Regions from separate parts of the Oryzias latipes genome. Here region 2 is linked to region 1. A link is a contact called in public Hi-C data. All regions are on one chromosome and are shown on one strand. The core of a region is the stretch at or near the end of the contact, and the rest is flanking DNA. Distances in the headings are between cores, read along the strand shown. Region 1 holds the start of fjx1 (four-jointed box protein 1). Region 2 overlaps ldlrad3 (low-density lipoprotein receptor class A domain-containing protein 3).

Region 1 (4,974 bases), core at 1,329-3,828:
TCTTTTGTTTACCTTTTGGCATTTCGGTGGCCACAGCGAATCAGCTTTCACTGATTCGGACAGGTGTTTTGGCAGATACTTTTTATGCTGGATGCCCTTTCTGACCCAACCCTGTATTTTTTCCTGACTAGGGACCGGCACAGGGAGACCCAGATGTGTTGTCCTCAAATGATAGATTCATAAGAAGGGCATACTGCGTGGTAAAAATGTTGACAATCTGATGAAATTCCAGTTTCCTGATTTTATAACGTTGACCATTTTTAACAACCTATTGTCATTCACCACTAGTATAACCTGTCATATGTGTTTTGAAATTCAAAAACCCAACTTTTGCCTATGTAATTCTATTTTCAAACATAAAACAGGAAGGACAAATGGCTCCCCTTGGATCTCCCCACCCACCCATCCCTGAATCCCAGAGCATGAGTAATTGTCAGGCCCAGTGAAATGATTGCAGCTTTCAACGCTAATGGAAGCCTGGCACATTTATTATTCAGTCCAGGAAGCAGCGTGCTGCAAAGTGTCAAGAGACCTTTGAGGTGTAACTCGGCAAAAACTAACCTCAGACTACAAGGTGACATAAGCCCGCTGAACTTTCTCCTCCTCCATCCCCGTGCCTTTATGTCTGCAGCCACTCTGTGTCCATCTGCTGTGGCAGACAGGAGCCAAACGGAGAAGACGAGATGGCATCACAGCTGTGGTGTTGTCAGACAGCGAGGGATGGGTGTACTGTGTCACAGCAGACAAAATGACTGACGCTCTGTGGTGAGCCGGAGGTGCTTTGCCACTGACAGCCGTGAGCGGTGGAGAGAAGCTATTTCACTGGCCCTTGTGGGTGTTCACTGGGAGGAATGCAAAAGGAAGGGGTGTGATAGTGCTGAGGGGGGGTTCAGCGGATAGCTGACCTGCTGATAACGCAGGTCACGAATTGGATAGGTTTGATATGTGAACATGCCCACACTTGTGCTCGGGGAAAGCGACACCGCGCTGCAGACCGATCTCCTCTGTACACTGCACCCTCCTAAAAAGCAACACACATCCGACAGAATTCCAGAAATGTGCTTAAGCCGTCTTCAATGTCCATGTCTAGACAGAATTCCGGGGATTTGCTTTTACTGACTTTTCAAAACAAGAGGTAGGAAGTGAAAACAAGACTGTTTTTCTTTGCCAGCACCATCATTTATTTCCAATTTGATATTTTGTTTTTGTCCAATATTGTAAAAATACACAGCAAGCCTGTGTATACTGTAACACGTTTTTTGAGACCACTTGTGCACGCCTCCCTGCTCACTCTCAGCCCGGGGAATTTAAGTTCCCTCAGCGGTGCCTACTGCTGTCAATCTGCTATGCAGAGCAAAACGCAAACGTGAACAGGGCAAACCATTCTACAATAACAGTCCAACCATCCAATAAGACACCATAAAAATATAAATCATCTTTTTTTAAACTTCAGCTTCCTTGTTATTGTGAAGTTTTCTTCCTAACTCTTCTTTTACATGAAACAATAATCCCGCTTGGCTACAAAATACCACTTACCCATATAGAGGAAACTCACAGTTTAAGGGTCTTAGCTTGCATTAGTGGACCTGTAGTTTATTGGATCTAAATGTGTGTTTGTGCTGTTTTTTGTCTTCTTGACTCCGTCATTTCAGTTCAAGACCTTGTTGTAAAAATGCTTTGGTTAATTTGATTAGGAAACGAACGTCCAGGATAAAATTTGAAGACATGAGTGGAATTGCAAGGGCTGGGAGGGTGTACCGGAGGCTGGGGGTTGCATGCCAATGCGAAGTAACTGAGTGAGGGGAATGTGTATAATTGATGGTGTGCATCTCAGGCTGGCATTTACAAAATCTGTGAATGAAAATGAAGCCGAGATGAGATAATTACAAGTATAAATTAAGAGTGTGAACTTTCAGTTATATAGAGCAATTAAGTCAAGTAAGCAGTCTCTACCTCTGATAACATACCATAAAGCTGGAGTTATACGCCAGTTAAGTGGGCTTTATCTTGAAGGGTTTGTTTGGTTGAAAATGCTTCCTTTCCTTCTTCCAGCAGCTTTCTGCACAGGTTAATACAGACTAAAGCTATTTGTGTCACTGAGAATTAATGACCAGGGTCCTGCAGCTCAGACATCTACAGATTGCCTTTTATGGTTATTTTTGTTTCTTTTTCATGCCTGATAAAATCTCAGATGGTTTGAGATTTATCTGTCTTGATAAAAGCATCCAGTGTGTGGGCAATATAGACACCTGCAGACAGCCTCCTAAACAGAAAACGCAATAAAGAGGGAAAGTGCATGTTTGACCAAACGAAATAAATAGTCAATTCATGCGTCATCCACACAAGACCTTATTTTTGCACTTAGTGCAAACCCGGGAAATCATTTTCTTAAAATGATAGGATTAATTTAAACTCGGCTATCTGTGCTTTGGGTATTAATTATCTTAGTGCCTCAGCGACACAATCCTGGCGCGCGCACGCACGTACAACGCGGAGCGGTGCACTTGCTCCTCTGAACCCTCCTTCCCACGATCCGCCCACCACCTCGGGACTGAAGTCACGTGCTCCACCGCCTAGTGTCTCTTTCGTCGAGCCCACAGCCCCACAAATCAAACTCAGTCAGCGCCCGGCAGAGAGACAGAATGGAGGATGAGAGGCGGAGAGGCGGCTGTTGACAGAAAGCCCCATCGGCGCCAGCGGAGGACACTTAAGGGATGATCGATGCCGCGCTCGTCCAAAAATGCTGGTTTCTGTGGTGTTCCTGCAAACCGGGAGATGAGATTTGCACAGAACGGAGAGCATCTCCTTGCTGTGATATTCAACAGTCCGCCTGTGCACCGTGCGTGGTGCGTCGGGGGTGTGCGGTGCACGGGGCGCACGGCTCAGTACCGCGCCGGCTCCACTCTGGACTGAGGATAACCGCTGCTCTCTTCAGCTCGGAAGGGTGATCTTCCCCATCATGAGGACTCTCTCAGCCAACTTGTTTGCGGTGCTCCTGATGTGCGCCCTCGCGGGTGTTTTCTACGTCTGGAGCGCACTGGAGAGCCGTTTGGAGCGGCAGAAACGCAGCTTTCCGGCACCAGATGGAGGCTTGTTCCACCGTGGTCTCCCCGAAGACCCCTCCACCAAAACTTTCCGAGCCCTGCTTGCTGTTCCTGCGCCACAAAGACCTGCCCAGAATCTCAGCAGTCAAGCCGCCTCCGCGGGAAGTCGAAATTATCATGTGAAAGAGGATAACAAGAAGAGGTCAGCGCGGCGGGAGGGTCCGGTCACAACATCAGTCAACCCCGTGGACAACAGGATTTTTTGGAGTGACTGGCTCGAGGACCTCTTCCCGGTAGGCTTCACGCAGGAACACGCGTTAGCTTGGAGGAATAAAGGTAGAACGTCCCGGGTGGTTCGGCTGGAGCGTGGATGCGGCAGGACATCCAATCAGCTCGCCACGTTTGCAGACGGGACGAAAGCATGCGTGCGTTACGGGATAAACGCGGATCAGGTGCAAGGTGAAACTTTGACGTACTACTTTGCCAGCGTGCTGGGCATCACAAACCTGCCGCCGCTTGTTCTGTCCCAGCTGAGCAGACACGGGGAGCAATGGGCGGCTGTGAGGACACGGATCGACAGCCTGCAGTGGAGCGATGGGACCGTGGTTTCCCTCACCGAGTGGATTTCCAACCTGAGCGGCGTGGTCGCACCTGCGCCGCTCCGGCAGGAAAGCGGCGGGCTGCACCCTCTGCTCCAGGGGCTAAGCAACAAGACCACGGCGGAGCTTCTGGAGCTGATGCAGTGGACGGACCTGATCCTGTTGGACTACCTGACTGCAAACTTCGACAGACTCGTCAGCAATCTGTTCAGTCTGCAGTGGGACTCGCGCGTCATGGAGCGGGAGACCAACAACCTCCTGAAAACCCCTCACGGGGACCTGGTGTTCATAGACAACGAGGCGGGCCTCGTGCACGGCTTTCGGGTGTTAAACATGTGGGAGAAATACCACAGCTCCGTCCTGAGCTCCGTTTGCGTGTTCAGGAAAAGGACCGCGCGGCGCGTGGCGGAGCTGCACGCGCGCAGAGACGCCAGGCAAAGGCTGCTGGAGCTCTACCGAGACAGCGAGCCTTTGTCTCAGGAACTGGGATTTCTGTCAGATGAGCACGCGGTCGTTCTCCAGGAGAGGATCAGTACTCTGCACAAACATATTTTGCATTGCAAAGAACGCTACAGCGAGCTGTGAGCACACAGGACGCGCGCGCCTGGTGGATTTTATTGTCTGCACAACTAAGAGAAACGAGCTTGTCAAATGTGAATGTTACACCTGTGCAACAGTGATGCACGAAAACGTCTTCAGTATCCAGCTGAACTACCTCCCGTGAATAGAAATGCCTTGTTTATAAATACTAACGATTTATTTCATGCCATTAAGTTCTCCTGTTTAACCTGTGAGGGGAAGTTATAGACTTCTGTCCTCTTTCACTGCATTCATGTTCAGCTGAATATAAATACATGTAAAAATGTAGAGTAAAAGCCTATTTGTGACAATAGGAAACCATATGTTTTTTGTTTTGTTTGTTCAAATTGTGTTAAAGAAACCCCATAAGCCTTAAGTTTACCCTACAGGGGTCTGCAACCTTCAACACTTGGGTCAAGTTCTCACTGACAACAACCCAGGAGCCCCAAAGTCTAACTTGACCCTTCAGAAAAACAAGACACTGATTTGTATTTATACTATTATGGTAGATATAAATGAACTATTGTTTTTGGCATAAAAATGAGCCTTTTTTTTCACAAAAGAAATACATTATAGCTTTTAACAGAGGTTCACTTCTTTTCAAAATAAAAGACAGTGTGTCACAGAATCATCTCAAGGCAGCATAGGTAGGTAGTAGGTAGTGTAATCTCAGTAATGATTAAACAACAGTTTATTTCACCATCTATGGAGCCAGAAATTTGTAAATCTAACAAACCAAAATTAAATCAGAG
Region 2 (4,974 bases), core at 1,181-3,680, 190 kb after region 1:
TTTGGATGTTGTTTGTATTCTTGAGCAAGACACAGACACGCTGCCGAGGCCGGAAACCATGTTGACATCATGAAATGGGCGGCACCCACAGGGAGCGAAAGCCGGTGACTGAGATCAAGTTGCCTTACTTTCAGGTTGGAAAAGAGCTCAGGAAAATAACTAATATTAAATAAAGATGTGTTCTTTTGTGTCCCAGCAGTAATACTGTATATGATCATATGCTGTATATGAATATGGTTAACTAGAAATGGCTTAAGAATAGCATGGCATAGGCCCTTTAAGGTGCGACGGATAAATACAAAAAGAATCCTTTCTTTTATTTTGAAGTCAAAGGCCCTTATTGTATTTCCTCACTGGCTCTTTATTGCAAAAAAGAAACTTTCCACATATGTTGGGGGTTTTAACGGTCGGCTCAGCCGCTCTAAGAAAGTAGCAATGTAATTTTTTTTCTATTCTTAGCGACTTAACGTGTGTCAAGAATGAGTCGTTTGTGATTGGCAGAATGGAGTAGTTTTCCAAAAATAAATTCATTCAGAATAATTTTATGGAAAAAATGTTAGTTGTGTTTTTGTTTTTTTTTTCTTTGTGGCCCTGTACCAACGGGTTGGGTGTACTTCACCTTCACATCTGGGACAGAATCCAGCCTCCTTATAAATGCTAAGCTAAATGAAATATATTTTTAAATAGCAAAGAGGTATAATCTTGACAATTTCATCCTTGCCGACAGTCTTTTGTCACACATCACACTGGAAACCTTTCTCCACCCGTTCCAGCCATTTGCACACGGCTCTTTATCTCATGGATACAAATCCAGTCATCTAAAAAAACAGAAGCTTCACAAACATCAAATAAAAATGTGTTTCTAAGGTGGTATGACTTCTTTTTTCCCACGTGCAGTTTTCTGAAAATTACAAATCCACCTCAGCGATACGCAAGACTTGCATGTGTGAAATCACATTTTGCCAAAATAATTCAGTTAGTAGTTTGCTAACAGAAAGATTTAGTAATAAGCAAATGCATGTGCCGTTTCATCAGTGGCTCTCCAGCCATGCCGCAGCTCTGAGTCTCCCATGGGATTTAGGGCAATGAGGCTCATCATCATCACCTATGCATATATAGATTTTATACTAACCCAGCTGTGGTTTTTGCTGCTGATCCAGCGCTTCAACCTTGCCATGTTCAGCCAGGTTTTGCTGCCTTCCTTCTGATTACGCATTGTTCCGTTGTTTTCCTGATTGTTCCACAACAGCCTTTCTGTCACCCTGACCACTCATATTCATACATACTCCTGTTGCCACATCAAGGTCTTGACCGCCATCTGTCCCCAGCTTTGAGATACGCCTCACAGATACGCTACTTTTAGACTACAAGAGTCGAGGCGCTCTTTCGCGCTTAGTCCCCCCTCCCCAAAAGTCATACCTATTCTCAAGCATCACACCTGCTGTAACCAACTGTAGTGGATCATCACCACAGTCTGCTTCTCTAGAGACTTTCTTCTGGTTGTCGTTCTGTTCTGTCCATCTGGTTCACTACACAAACAGCTCAAGCCCAGAATGGTGGAGACATTTACTGAAAAAGAATCTTCTTGAAGATAAAACCATAACACAAAAAGGCACCAAAAGGAACAGAACTTAGAAACTTAGAAAAGGAAAAAAAAATGTCAACAGGCACTTAACCCCTTAACAAAAAAGTATTTGTACCTTGTTCCGGAGCCAGTTTAGCTCGTGCTGGTTTGCGGCGCCTTCCGTCCGTGAAACCCGGGTTCGACTCTAGGCTGCTCCCTGTTCCCTTCTCTACCTCTGCCGGTTCCAAGCCCGGTTAGAGAAGGTTGCGTCAGGAAGGGCATCCGGCGTAAAACATTGCCAAATTTACCATGCGACTTGTTCGCTGTGGCGACCCCTGATGGGAGAAGCCGAAAGTGGAAGATTTGTACCTTGTTCCATAAAATCTTTTTTGCTGCATCAGTTCATCAACTGACAGCAGAAACACAGAATTCAGAGTTCAATCAAATAATCAGCAGGGGGCTGCAGACACACACACACATACACACACACACTCCTTTTCATCTCCTGTATGATTAGCAACAGCCTTTCAGCACTCTATCTCAAATGTTCCAAAAACGTTCCCATTGTTTTGTTTAAGGCAGTATGAGTTTCTTTTGTTTATGTTTCTCAGTGGACCCACAGAAATGTGCTGATACTTGATTGGCAGCATAAGTTGGCCAATAAGGGATCCTTTTGTGTGGGCTCTCCTATTAGGTGATTATGGAAATGATTCTTCTTTTGTTTTGCCTCTCTATTGATACTCTGGTCGGTAATTAACTGGTAACGTGAAAGAGTTGCCAATTTTAAATCACCAGGGAGGGGTCAGAGGGGCTTGTTTTACTGGCTGGTGGCTGGTTGGGGCAGAGGCGGCTGAATTAGATTAGATTTAATTAAGGCATGGGGCCCTGTGACTGCACTGATAGGCTGTACACAGCACACCCTTTTGTAGGTGAAGGAAAACTGCGTGAGAACACAAATATGCCCCCACCACTTTCAAAAAAGGGGGAAACACGAAGAACAGGACATACAAGAAAAAGAAAATAGGTTAGAAATAAAAACCTTAATGGAAAATGGACTTTCTTTCTAAGCTGTTGTCTCATGATAAGGTTACATGTAAAATATTTAAGAGATGCATACAACTCAATCCCCTCCATAGCTGCAGATGCGACAGGTTTTTAAAATCAGGTGGTCAGTATGTTTCATTAGTCTATAAACCATTTTACATTAAGGTGAACTTTTGTTTTACCAAGTATCTCCTCCCATGTTGTAAACTGGTTATTGACCCAACTCTGAATGCAAATTGGAAGCATTCAATAGAAATAGATTGATCCAAGACAGATAATAAAAAGCATTGTTTTCAAAAACTGGTCAGATAAGTTTGCTTACGAGTTTAATGTATTTAGCGGGGTTTCCTATAGTGAGTTTCAGTTAGTAAGGATCTGACCTTAAGATTTTTAGGTAGCATTAATGAAACTGCTGGGTCTGGTTCTTTTAAATCTACTCACAGGACATCATCTATTCCGTACCAGAGTACATTTGACCCAAAGTATGGTTCGCTTGGTTAATATAATCACTCTGGCTCTATTGTGGGGCCTGTCTGGTAAATGGTAAATAATGTATATTTTTTAGTGTGATTTTTTTTTTTTTTTTTTTTTTTTTTACAATCCTGCTCCCATTCACCCACATTCACTCCACTGCCAAACACTGGTGCTAACTTCTAACTTTCAGGAGCAATGTGGGGTTCACTGTCTTTCCCAAAGACCCTTGGACACAAACCTGCCAACTTCCTAACACAGGTCGACTGCCCTACCACAGCACTACGGCCGCCCTGTGGTCTTAACAATGAGAGCAAAAAGTGACAGAGTTCGTTATGACTTCAATTGTTAGGCTGCTACTTGTCATTCACAGAACATCAGCCATAGGACCATTGGGATTACTTCCAAATGCGCTGTGTAACTTGATGTGTTGCACAAAGAAACACATTTGGACCAGTTGGGTGTGCACTCTTATGCCTCATTTCCACTGAGCGGAACGGTACAGTCCGATCCAGACCAGTCCGATATTTTGAGCATTTCCATTATAAAACTAACCCATTAAGCCGGACTGAACCCTAGCATATTTGGGCCCCTGTTGGTTGTAGGTCTATGGAAATATGGAATGGACCAGTTAGAGCGGAGCTAATGTTAAAATCCGTTGATTGGCTGAAGGTCATTATGACAAAAGAAAGCTCCAAGAACGTGGCTGTAATCCTCTCTCCAACAACTTGTACATAGAGAGTACAAGGCTTTAGTCTTTTAAAAAGCTATGACTGTTGTGCGGTGTTGTCTGTAAAGAGATGGTGTGTTTAAGCCTAAAGTAGGATCCTCTCGCTGCAAGCACCCATAACATTTTTATCTTGCTTTTTCATCACAGTGACACGCATATACCTGTCTGAATGCATCTCAATTGCTGTGCCTGCCTGTGTCCAAACTATAAGTCATCATGTCGGGGTTGGCGTTTCAAGGAGCTCTGCATGCTTGATTTAATTTTCTCGGACTCTGTAGCTGTACTTTTTAAAAGTAAGCTTTGTAACCTCAGCGCTGGACTAAATACCATTTCCCTTTGGAGTCTGGAAGTCTGTAAAAGCCTGGCGTACTTCAGAAATCCCCCAAAAGATCTTGCCTGCTTTGTTTTTTCCTGAGATCTAATCCTTGCACATGGAAGCACTTTCAGACAATTGATTCATGCCCGAAGATTATCTGGTAATGGTCATTTCCTGGCAAGCTTTCTGGGCAATCACCTCAGCTATCTGCTTGATGCTCAATAGACGGGGAAGGGGGGTGGGTACCTTTGAGGATGTCGGTTTTAATGCACGCCATCCTTCAAGCAGCAAACACGGACAGTTAAAACACAGAACAAAAAAGTGCTCTGCTGAGTGCTTTAAGCTTTTTTATGAGGCGCATTGATGTTAGATGTTCACGATCCCTTGAGGCTTTAGTGTAATTTGAACTGAAACGGCAACTATAAAACACTTTTACGTTGCTCGTTCTTCATTAGCACATCCTTGCTGCAGCTCCGTAATAAATACAATTCCTCTCATTCTCGCTCCTTCTCCTCGTAAATGCAACAGTGCTGTCAGCTGATAAGCTGAAACACCATTTACATGAGCCCAATCCCGAGTGCCTGATTGAAATTCTCGCTCTGTAACATCAGTCAGAGGAAATGTTTAAGTGCTATTCCCTCAACCTATCTAGAGTAATAAGCTGCAGTGCTCTTGTGCATTATAGACATCCCTTCTCTCATTTCTGACAGTGGGATGTTCCAGCTTTGCCAAAGCCAACGTAATTAATTCCGACTATTAGGACCACCGGATGAACGATGTATAAAACTTTAACCCTTTAACACTGGAACTGTTTTTGGCGACAACTAAATAGGACACGTTCTTTGACAT

Evidence for each region. A called contact is a pair of places that touch in the nucleus more often than the background predicts.
Region 2: a Hi-C map of embryo shows a contact between it and region 1, with 2.7 times the contacts expected there. The contact joins the enhancer-like site here to the promoter of fjx1 in region 1. A contact is called at or near these places in 4 of 5 Hi-C or Micro-C datasets (embryo and fibroblasts).

Annotation. Positions count from the first base shown.
Region 1 is chr6:23,005,841-23,010,814 of ASM223467v1, forward strand. It overlaps fjx1 (four-jointed box protein 1), which reads left to right and starts at 2,579. Exons shown (of 1, transcript XM_004069733.4): 1 at 2,579-4,974. The coding sequence starts at 2,960. The coding sequence ends at 4,228.
Region 2 is chr6:23,197,856-23,202,829 of ASM223467v1, forward strand. All of the region lies in intron 4 of ldlrad3 (low-density lipoprotein receptor class A domain-containing protein 3), which reads left to right. Among protein-coding and RNA genes, the nearest start is that of LOC101171241, 78 kb to the right of the region's middle. Within about 2 kb of position 2,431, at least 1 of the 8 cell types and tissues checked has an H3K27ac peak or open chromatin away from gene starts, as enhancers often do. A contact at or near this core is called in embryo, where this site is marked.